Regions from separate parts of the Zea mays genome. Here region 2 is linked to region 1. Evidence: chromatin contacts called from public Hi-C data. All regions are on one chromosome and are shown on one strand. The core of a region is the stretch at or near the end of the contact, and the rest is flanking DNA. Distances in the headings are between cores, read along the strand shown.

Evidence for each region. Hi-C and Micro-C count contacts between places; a contact is called where the count stands out from the background.
Region 2: a contact with region 1 is called in a Hi-C map of leaf, with 4 times the contacts expected there. The contact joins the promoter of LOC100383487 here to the promoter of LOC100275089 in region 1. A contact is called at or near these places in 4 of 25 Hi-C or Micro-C datasets (ear, leaf and tassel).

Annotation. Positions count from the first base shown.
Region 1 is chr5:183,597,196-183,602,349 of Zm-B73-REFERENCE-NAM-5.0, forward strand. It overlaps LOC100275089 (Protein NBR1-like protein), which reads right to left and starts at 2,300. Exons shown (of 7, transcript XM_008647664.2): 1 at 1,731-2,300; 2 at 1-846. The coding sequence starts at 1,811.
Region 2 is chr5:184,049,153-184,054,158 of Zm-B73-REFERENCE-NAM-5.0, forward strand. It overlaps LOC100383487, which reads right to left and starts at 1,886. Exons shown (of 6, transcript NM_001176135.1): 1 at 1,484-1,886; 2 at 712-850; 3 at 414-600; 4 at 1-325. The coding sequence starts at 1,491. LOC103627374 (a long non-coding RNA gene) reads right to left here. Exons shown (of 2, transcript XR_553573.2): 1 at 5,006; 2 at 4,046-4,891.

The sequences.
Region 1 (5,154 bases), core at 1,050-3,549:
GGCATGAGTACGAAGAGAATGAGGAGCAGGTTGGATGCCTGAGGACGTAACAGATTTTCCCTTACTTTGAGCATCAATCTTCCCTTTGCAAACAGATTTGTCGACTGAATTACAGGGGAACAGCATCTCCTCAACAGATGGATACATTAATGGCTGTTGAACCTGAGAAGCTCCAGCATTAGGAACAGGTCCAGCAGCCTCTTTCAACACGGTCTTAAGACCCAAACTTGGCCTAACTTTGGGCTCATTTTTAGCTTCAGCTGGCACCTGTGCACTGGAAGAGCTAGATGACCCCTCAGCATGCACATCAGATGGCCCATTGCCATTATTGTTTGGTGCCATCAATTGTGCAAAAGGTTTCATCAGCTCAGCTAATGGTGGTGGTGCTGCATCAAGTATTTCATGAGAAAGTTTTGCAAGGGCATCAGGTATTGGCTCTGGGATAGACTTGATTGCTTCACCAATAGCTGATTTTATATGGGCCAGACTATCTTCCTGAACAGGCTTCAAACCTTCAATAGCTGACATTAACTGGGATAGTGGATCCTGAGCAGCGGATTTCACTGGTGCAGAAGTATCTTTTTTTTCAGTTGGTTGATTTTTCTTCAGTTGAACAGTAATCCTGAGAGGGTTTAATCTCTGACGGAGAGCTGCATCACGCAAGTCATCATCATCATCTAGCATGACAATATCACCATCCTCATCGGTGTAAGTCAGAACAAAGTCAACGTCAGGACCAAACTTAAAGGCAGTATCAATCCTCGCCCGTAGAGCAGATAAATTCATGTCAAAATGACTCCCATTGGCACAACCATAAAACCTTTTAAGTGTATCACCATATTTGACCTGAAATATCAAAGAGGAAAAATCTGATAAGTATACATAGGACTGGGAAGTAGTGTGCAACACTATTCGATCTTATTATTTTGAAACAATTACATGGCCGAAATTTCATATAGTCAAACAAAAGAAAAGAAACAAGTGCTACAAATTGTTACTTTGTACTGGACAACACTTAAGATCCCCTTCTGCCTAAACCTTTCTTAAAATCTATCATTTCTGGGGCCACAAAATGCCCACAGAGGAACTACACCAACACATACTGCAAACACACTAATTGGACGATGAACGCAACCATATTCCAGACCAAAACATCAAACTTATAAGAAAGTAAACAGATCTCGTTCAGAATAATACAGGACGTTAACTTGCCCAAAAGATGTCCTTTTCTTGCTATTTTTAGAGCCCAAAGAGGGGATCTCGTCTATAACAATACCCTAAGCGCTAAAAGATAGATCCTCACGATTTTAACTATAATGCCACAGAAAAGGATCCAAATCATGGTCTCACACTACCATAGTCTTCACGTTTAAACCATATACAGACCAAAATACGTGTTCACCAAAGCACATAGGGATTGGTAGTAGCAATGAAAATCTACTCCCCGAGACGAAACGGGCCTACACAGACAAACAAATCGCAAAACCCTATAACCACACCAAGAGTGCGGACAACCCCTCTTTCCGTCGATCAAACCCCGAATCCGCACTACTACTACGTCCGATTGACGGTTCAACACGGGAAGCCCAACCCCCGGTCCCCCCCGAAGCGATCAAACCCTACAACTAAACTAACGCGATTTACCGCACCTCACGCCACTACCGAGTGCCGTCCCCATATCGCGAAGGAGTGTAGTAAAGAAAGAAAGAAAAATCGATCGGATGCCTCACCTTGAAGGTGACGTCCCACCCCTCGGCCTGCGGGCCAAAAGGGAAGAACGTCGGCGCAGCCGGCGAGCTCCAGTCAGACATCTCGGCGGGGTCCCCGCGGGAGCCGGGAGGACGAAGCGGCGATCGGGCCGAACCCTAGCGGAGTCAGTCGGCGATCGATTCGGGCGAAACTCTATGTGCTAGTAGCAAAAAGAGGAGGGCACGGGGGGGTCGGGAGAGCGGGCTGCGTAGCCGTGAGCCGCAGCGGTGGTGGTGGTGCGCGGCGAGTGTCGATGCGGCCAACGCCGGGACCGAGGAGCCCCACTTTATCACGCCTCGTTTGCTTCCACGCGAAGGGATGCCTCTGCCTCTCTAGGCGGTGCGGCTGGAGAGTGGGACCCGCACGTCAGGGGCTGAACCACCGCTGGCTTTCGCCGGGTCCATGGGCCTGTCCGTGAATTTCGAATCTGCTGGTGTGGATAAGGTCGTGGAATAGAAAACTGCGGTTAAAAATCCTTGATCCTGTATCTTCTTTGGGCGCAAGTCGGGGATCTTCTCGCCCGCTGGACCGCGTCCGCGTGCGTTGCCTACGACCCACTGGTGAGTGGGGCCTCTTGTTTTCTTTTTGTCACCTGTATCTTGTTGGTAGTTGTCGGCTTGCCGTGCCCATGAAGAAGCTCATTTATTATTTGGCTGGTTGATGTGTGTCGTTTTGTCACCTGTATGTGCTGTACTGTTTGTAGAGTACGAGAGCCTCTTCTTAGCGTGCAAGCTCCAAGCTATGCTTGGGCCAAGGAATTGACCTCGCCTCCAGGTCGCCGTCGTGGACAGCAACGATGAAAGTTAGGCCCAGATGTGTGATTGTGTGAATATCATTTGATGGGTAAAGGCACCAAAAATTGGGACCAATATGGTTAAGGGGATGTTTGGTTTTCCTGACTAACATCAAGTCTGGATCATATCGGATGTTTAAATGTCAATTACTAAAATTAAATATAGTCTAACTACAAAAGTAATTATATAGATAAAGACTAAACGACGAGATGGATCTATTAAGTCTAATTAATCTATTATTAGCAAATATTTATTTTACATGGACGAACCATGGACTACTTAAACTTAATAGGTTCGTCTTGCTGTTTAGTCCTCATCTATATAATTAGTTTTATACTTAGACTATATTTAATACTTCTAACTAGTATCTAAATATCCGACTAGCAAAGTGTGCATACATTGCTACGCTTTCTATTTATGCTTAAGTATAGAACTAGTTAGTTACTCGTACATTGTTATGAATTCTATATATCATATATGTAATTTTTTATTTAAATGAGATTTTTATTCAATCATGATTTTAATTTTAATTTTCAAATTGTTACTATATACATTTATATACTCTATATAACAATAAGCGACACATGGTGCAATGGTTAAGGCTAAAGCTTTGGTCCTTAGGTTGGCTACAGTGTCGTCCACTCGCCACCCCGCCTCCCCTACTCATGTGGATGTTTATAGATAGGGATGAAAACGATCGGAAACAGTTGGAAAAACTCTCTCCCACTTCCATTACCATATTTTTTTTACTGAAAAACGAGGGCGGGAGCGGTATAGCCGGAAACAGAAACGGTTGTGGATATACGATTAAATGAAAACGGATTAAAACGAATGGATATGCAACAAAAACGGACGGTAACTTTGTCCAGCATATGCAATATTATACAATCACTCAACAAACTACAATATTAAGAGTTTAGGACACTATAAAACACAACTTTTACAAATTTAAAAGTTGGCACGAAAACATATATTTTTTAAAAGATCAACAGCTTGCGCAAGGCAACACTTTTTTGTAAACATTCTTCAATCATAAACCCAAACTTGTGAATACATAAGATAAGAATGATTACCCTATACAGTTGTAAGATGCTAACATGACAACATCAAAGATTATGCAAGCATGCCATAGAAAGTAGGGCTAATACTGTGGGGGACAGATATCCCCCGGGTCCACTAGAAGGATAAAAGACCTCACGAAAGGCCCAAGGGCCCCATAATTCGTAAGATCATTCCCTCGTGGGCCTGGGAGGAACAACCAGTGGAACGGATTAGCACAAGGTCGGGTCGGCGCAAGCCCAGACGACCCAACAAGTTCGAGCAGTAATCGCAACAGTGACCCGACCTTCCCGCGCAGGGGCCCCGTACATCGGAACTAAGCGAGGATGAGTCGGCTGAACTATAGGAAGATAGACTCAGTTAGTTCGCTATTACTTTGGCACACGTTGTTGTCATATCCACATGTAATGCCCCATGGCCGAGTATATAAGGCCTAGGGGGCACCCCTTCATGATGATCGACATCATTCATTACTTAGCCATCCACCCCGCTCTCTACGTTCTCCAGCACTAGAGATCTCCCTTGTAATCCATCGCATAAAGCACTCCCGCCAGGACGTAGGGTGTTACGCATCTCAAAGCGGCCCGAATCTGTACATCATTGTCCACTATTTCTCGTGCGCCCGGCACGAACCATCGAGCTACAGTCGGTAACACCGTCCTACTCCTAAAAGCACCTCGAGGGGTAACCCTGGGTGCGTGGTCGGACCCGAAACACCGACAGCTGGCGCGCCAGGTAGGGGTTGTGTCATCGATCCAAGCTAGCTCAATGGTCGTCACCTTCCAGCACAAGATCATCCTTCGCCCCGGATCCATATTCTACTTCGGTACTATCTCATCTGTAGCGAATGAGGAGGGAACTCTGCATCGCCTCGCGGATCCGCCAGAGAGGAAGCCTTCCTCAGAAATCTTCGAGAAAATCGGGGCGAGGCAGGGAAAAGCGCAACCTCCAGCGCTCCTAAAAAAGATTACCTCCAGCAAGCTAGGAGCTGAGGGTCCTTCAGCCCGGAGAACTCCGCTGTCCACCTCTCCGACGAGAGAATGGACACGGATCACAAGGAAAAAGGAAGCAAAGGATCATCTAGCTGATCTTTCTGTGCCTCCACCCTCAAAGGAGAACAGAAAGAAGATCGCCATAACAGCTACTCCATTCTACCCCGACGTCCTCTTCATCAGGAGAGTGGAGTCGCCCCCCATATCCGACGACGAGCCGACTGCACCCGGAGAGGAACCTCCTCAGCAGGAATCCCACCGATGAAGGAACCGACACCGAAATATCCGGCGACATCACGAGGCCGAAGAGCGGGACCCGGCGCAACCTGTATCGCGAGACGAGGTCTCAGAGATAGGAGAAACTCCGGAGGAACGTGTCTTCAGGGAACGAAGGAATTCCCGACGACGCGATCGTCGACGGGCTCAAGAACAGGTCGAGCAGGAGACAAGGCAACATCGGGAAAATCCACTCTTCGGGCGCAACCTGAACCCCGACTTCGCCCGAGCCATGAACACGCCGAATGAAGTCGGAGGGGTGTTGGCTCGGATAGCTGATGGCC
Region 2 (5,006 bases), core at 636-3,135, 450 kb after region 1:
TGACAGAATATTTTAGATACTACAAGTTCCCCGTCCTTTTCGTCTTCCTCTTCTCCAAGATGATACTGATGCATTACCCAATTAGCTCTATCAGGCTTTCTGCCTCTTTGCGAAATTTTGTACAGCACCATTATTTTCTTCCAACCTTTTATAACACCATTTTCATATATGGCTTTGGATCTCCCTGTCTTGTGCCATCTCACATGCTCATCAGAAACAGTGTGATCACTGCAGTTGATGGTCCTTCGACGTTTGCGCTGACCACAACCATACGCTTTTGAAACTCTATGAAAGAAATGAGCATTGCTACCATCTGTTTTCATACCTACGAGGTCAATAAATACCAAATTCAGAATGTGAATATAACAACAGATTCATAAATAACTACACCATCTCAAGACATGATTATATACCAGGAAGATTTTCAGGATGTGAATAGCAGATTCCCTCATCATTGTCTATAGTTGGAATAAATTCATCAATGAGCACATGTGGTCTTGAATCTCCCAGGCCAACTTTCTGTTCTAAATGTTCAAGCAACTCCAATTCAGAAGGATCAAACTTGACTCCAGCAGGCAACCCAGGCCACTGCATGGCAACCTGCAGAATTTGAAATGCAGGAAAAACTTGCTCAGATATGTAACATCTACGACATGGTCTGGAAGCCAAATGCCCCTTCTCCAACAACCTAAACAGAACAAATGTACTTACATCGCTGTTATCAATAATATAACTGCAGTTTGGGCATTCCCTCCGTGCTTCTGCAACCAGTTCACTTATATGGTGATTAGCGCCAGGATTTGTGTACCTTATTTTCTTAGCAATTCCCCTACAAGTTATCAGCCATGACCTGTAACAAAAGAAGCATATTGGTGCTTGTTTGTCCCAGAAGTACTTCCACAAGATAATTTGAAGACAAACATGCTCAGATACTTAAAATTTATGTATTTTTTTAGCTACACTAGTAGTCTATGTGTAACAAAAACATGAGTTATTTGATGCCCCGTTATTGATAATAAAACACCGGCAAGACCAATTGGTGGCTGGACTCCAGTGGTACAGCATAGACTGAAGAACGCAACATCAACACTACTAAACATTATCGTACATGTTGTGACCGCAGGAAGCAAGCCGAGCAAAAATGCTTGTCACACATCAGGGCAGGGCAATAGGGCATATGCTCTGTTTGTCTGCTTCTTTTCTTGTGTTTCTTATCCCCAATCCGGGCATGGATGGCAAACTGATCATGATAAAATCTGGCTCGGAGCAGTGTGCTAGTGCTACCAGAAGTAATCGTAATCCACGATCTTTTGAAGCTACACATCGGTACTACACTGTTGAAGACGGAACCCTCGCATCACTAAACCCGCGCCCAACCAAACCTGAATCCCGAATGCGCCGCGTGATCGAGGCAAGCCCTAACGACGATGTCGACCGAAAGAAAAAAAGAAAAAAAAAAGAAGAAGCGGACGATGACTAGTACCTTGCCATGGTGGCGCGCGGACTCCGGCCACGCCCTGTGCTGGCGGCGAGGAACGCCGGGCGAGGCGGCAGCGGCGGAACGGCGCCTACGCACTGGCTACCGCGCCCGGTCCGGTTGCGTGCACGGCCGGATTAGCCCCCCTTCTCCCCCACGTCCTTGCGCCGACCGATTATAACGCCTCCCACTCCCACTAGTCTCCACCCACACACTGGTCGTGGGTGTGCGGGGGAGGAGGGCTCGGGGAAGGCGGGAAAGCCCGCGGCGCGGCGGGAACCGGGAAGGCGATGAACTCGCGCTCGCGTTCGCGGGCCGGGAAACGCGGAGCCTGTCTGGTCGTCCTGTCCCTGCCCTAGTGCCCTCCCTGGTTGTTTCTCAGGGTCCCGAGCTCGACTGTTTGTCTCGGGAACCCCAATCGCTGCTGGCTGCTGCCAGCCTGAGTGCCTGCCCAGCCCTTGCAGTAACTCGGCGGGCGACCGTTGCAGCTTCCTTCGCCCTGACCCTTTCCTTCCTTGGCAAGCCACGCGCTCGTTTCGTTCGTTCCTTGCTTCTTCATCGAGGGGCCCATGTCCATGCCCTCGACGCCGCACCCCGCGAGCCCAGCAGGACGGGAGGCTCGGCCCACCTCACGCGCGGGCAAGGCCACTGCCAGCCCGTTTCCCTCCCTCCCGCCGCCGGCAACGTTTCTTATGGGCCGAAATATACAACGCCGTCTGCCCGTCTCTGCGTGACTGCGTCGTGGGCTCGTCGATGGAGAGAGAGGCGGCAGCATTGAGCCATTGACTCACGATCACGATGACGAAGATTTTTTTTTTTTTGCGAAAACAGAGAACCGCTAACCTCGTTTGGGAATTGTGATTCATCACGTGCTTGTTACCACGACACAGGCGTGGCAGAGTCCATTTGACAAGTGACAAAGAAAAGCGAGACGCCATCTCCAGCTTTTCGGTAGGACGACTTGGTTTGGCCGTCGCGCACGCATCTGCTTCCACCCAAGTTTCGGCCTACTGCATCATCCCTTTGTCTTCGTCTCGGCGTCTTGCCCTGCAGCCTGGATCGATCGAATCCGAACAGTGATGAGTTACAGTACGAACAAGGAACGGGCCGGAAAAGGGGTGGACTACGATCGCCTGTTTCGGTCGTGCCGTAGTCGTACCAACCGATGCTGCGTGCGCGGTGCGCCGGTGGTCGTGCGGTTGAACGACTCAAGTGGCCGGTCAACACACAAGCGATTCTTAAATTACACAGAATAATACTGGTGACTGGTGAGTAGTATACAAAGAATAAAGAGCGGGCAAGTGCTTGCTGTCAGAAATAAATGCCTGCCCTCTCCCCCCAACATAATAATATAAGTAGTGGTTGCTGTCAGAAACTTTTTCTACTGCAGGCCCGGCCAAACAAGACTGGTAGTAGCTGTCACAAAAAGTTTCGCTCCTCTTGCCAGTTGCCACCAGCGCGCGGCCACGGCCCATGGGTGGTTCGCTGCAATCAACACAACGGTGGTCGCGGCAGTACGACCGCGTGATGGAACGTTAGTTGGGAACCTTTCCTGGTGCGCGGTGTGCCACACACACACCACACCGTAGCACGACGACCGTGCGGACGAGTCAAACCGAACGCTATCTGCGGCGGCGAGCGAGCTCCGACATCCCATCGTGGAGGAACCGATGGATGGGGGGACCCGGCACGGCGACACGACGGGCGGCGGAACAGGCACCCCGAGACAAGCGAAGCGGTCGACGGACACGGAGCCTAGCCGGGCGGGCGGCGCCGCTCGCGGTCGTGGCCAGGTCAAGCATGGCAGCGACGCCGCATCTGTGTACACCCCGCGCCGTACGCGGACCACTTGTACGCGTAGACGACGGCCAGTGGAAAATTTCTGCGGATGACGGCGCCCAGCAACTACAAGTCTACAACTACAACTAGCTAGGTCCGCCCTGGTCAGCTCACCACGACACCACATATCTTGCACTTGTAGCACGGAACACCTAGTCTACTTGTATGGAATCTATGATCCTTGGTATCTCGTCTGGAGCAGATGCGCCGATTTATATCACTATTAACAATATATCATGTTCTTTGGCACAACTTTGAAGCAGCCTCCATTGGTTTCTGCAGCCCTAAATATAAACTAGAACTCGAGGCGTTACGGGCACCATATTAGGACAACGCAGAATCTGTGTTGAAAAAAGTTTTTAGTTTGAATAAATCTATGTTAAATCTGAACAAAACTATTTGATGCAGAAGTTGTTGTCTGAACCATGAAAGATGCTGTCAGAACCTTGTGCAAACACGGGTTTCAGGTTAAACATACAAAACATCAACTTCTTTGGTAACCTTGTGGAACCATGTGCCATACAAAACAGTAGGTTCTTTAGTCTGAACCATAGAAGCTTTTGTGGGACCTTGGGCATGCAAGCAGCATACAAAACAACACCTTCTATGGTTTCAATCTCGTACCAGCATAGAAGCTGCTGTATACAAAACAGATTTCAGGTTTCTACAAAGTAGTATGCACAACATACACAACAGGTTTCAGGTTACCAAAAAGCAACATACACAGCATAGAAAATAGGTTTCAGGTTGCCAAAAATACCACAAACAGATCTCACACCAGCCTACACAGGTTTCAGGTTCAAATACAAGCATACACATGTTACAGATTGTCATCATAGGACTTGTGTAACCACACATAGATATAATTCATTGAATTCCTAAATCACATACTAAGAACAGCTGCTTCTTTGAGTGACATTGCCATCTCTTGGATATTGTGGCTTGGGAAATGGTTGCAAGGCCTTGAGGGGATCAAAATAAAACTGACAAGGCCACTGATACATTGTGAACATAGCATGCCCCCATAGGGCCACCGATGCTACACAAGCTTCTTCCTAATATCATTTATTGACTGTTGTTTAATCTATATTATATCTCGCTAGTCTACATGTCGAGTGTTTATAAACTGGAGGTCCGTATTTTTACTGTGTTTTTTTCTAAAAAATAAACAATACAACAAAAGTAGGAAAAATCCTGTTAGATTCAAACCACAAAAAAGCAACTATAATGCAAGCAAACAAATGGTATATAACCAAAAAAATCCAATCATTTGTGACCCTAAAAAGGAGAAACTTTCAAAGTAACACTTACTTTTTAAAATCAGCTATAATGCTGGTGGTTATGATCTGCTCTCATTGTATACTCATGCTATGCTGGTGGCCCCATCATTTAGCCTATGGTTTCTTTCTGGAAGGAGATCTAGACAGGTGCTAGATAGGAGTATTGTATTTCTTTTGTGTTTCCTGGTACCAGCAAACTCTGCAATATAGATAGAAGCTAATCCTATCTTCAGCTCTTCTCTTTGCCTAACAAGTATCTGTGTGCATCTGCTTCAGTGAGTCTCCCATGAAAAATCTGAAATTTGTATGTTTCAGTGTCATTAGTTTTCTTACCACAATTTCAAGAGAACTGTGGTAGTCCCCTAGAAAAACATGCCTAGGAATTTAAGATAAATTTGAAACAACGCACC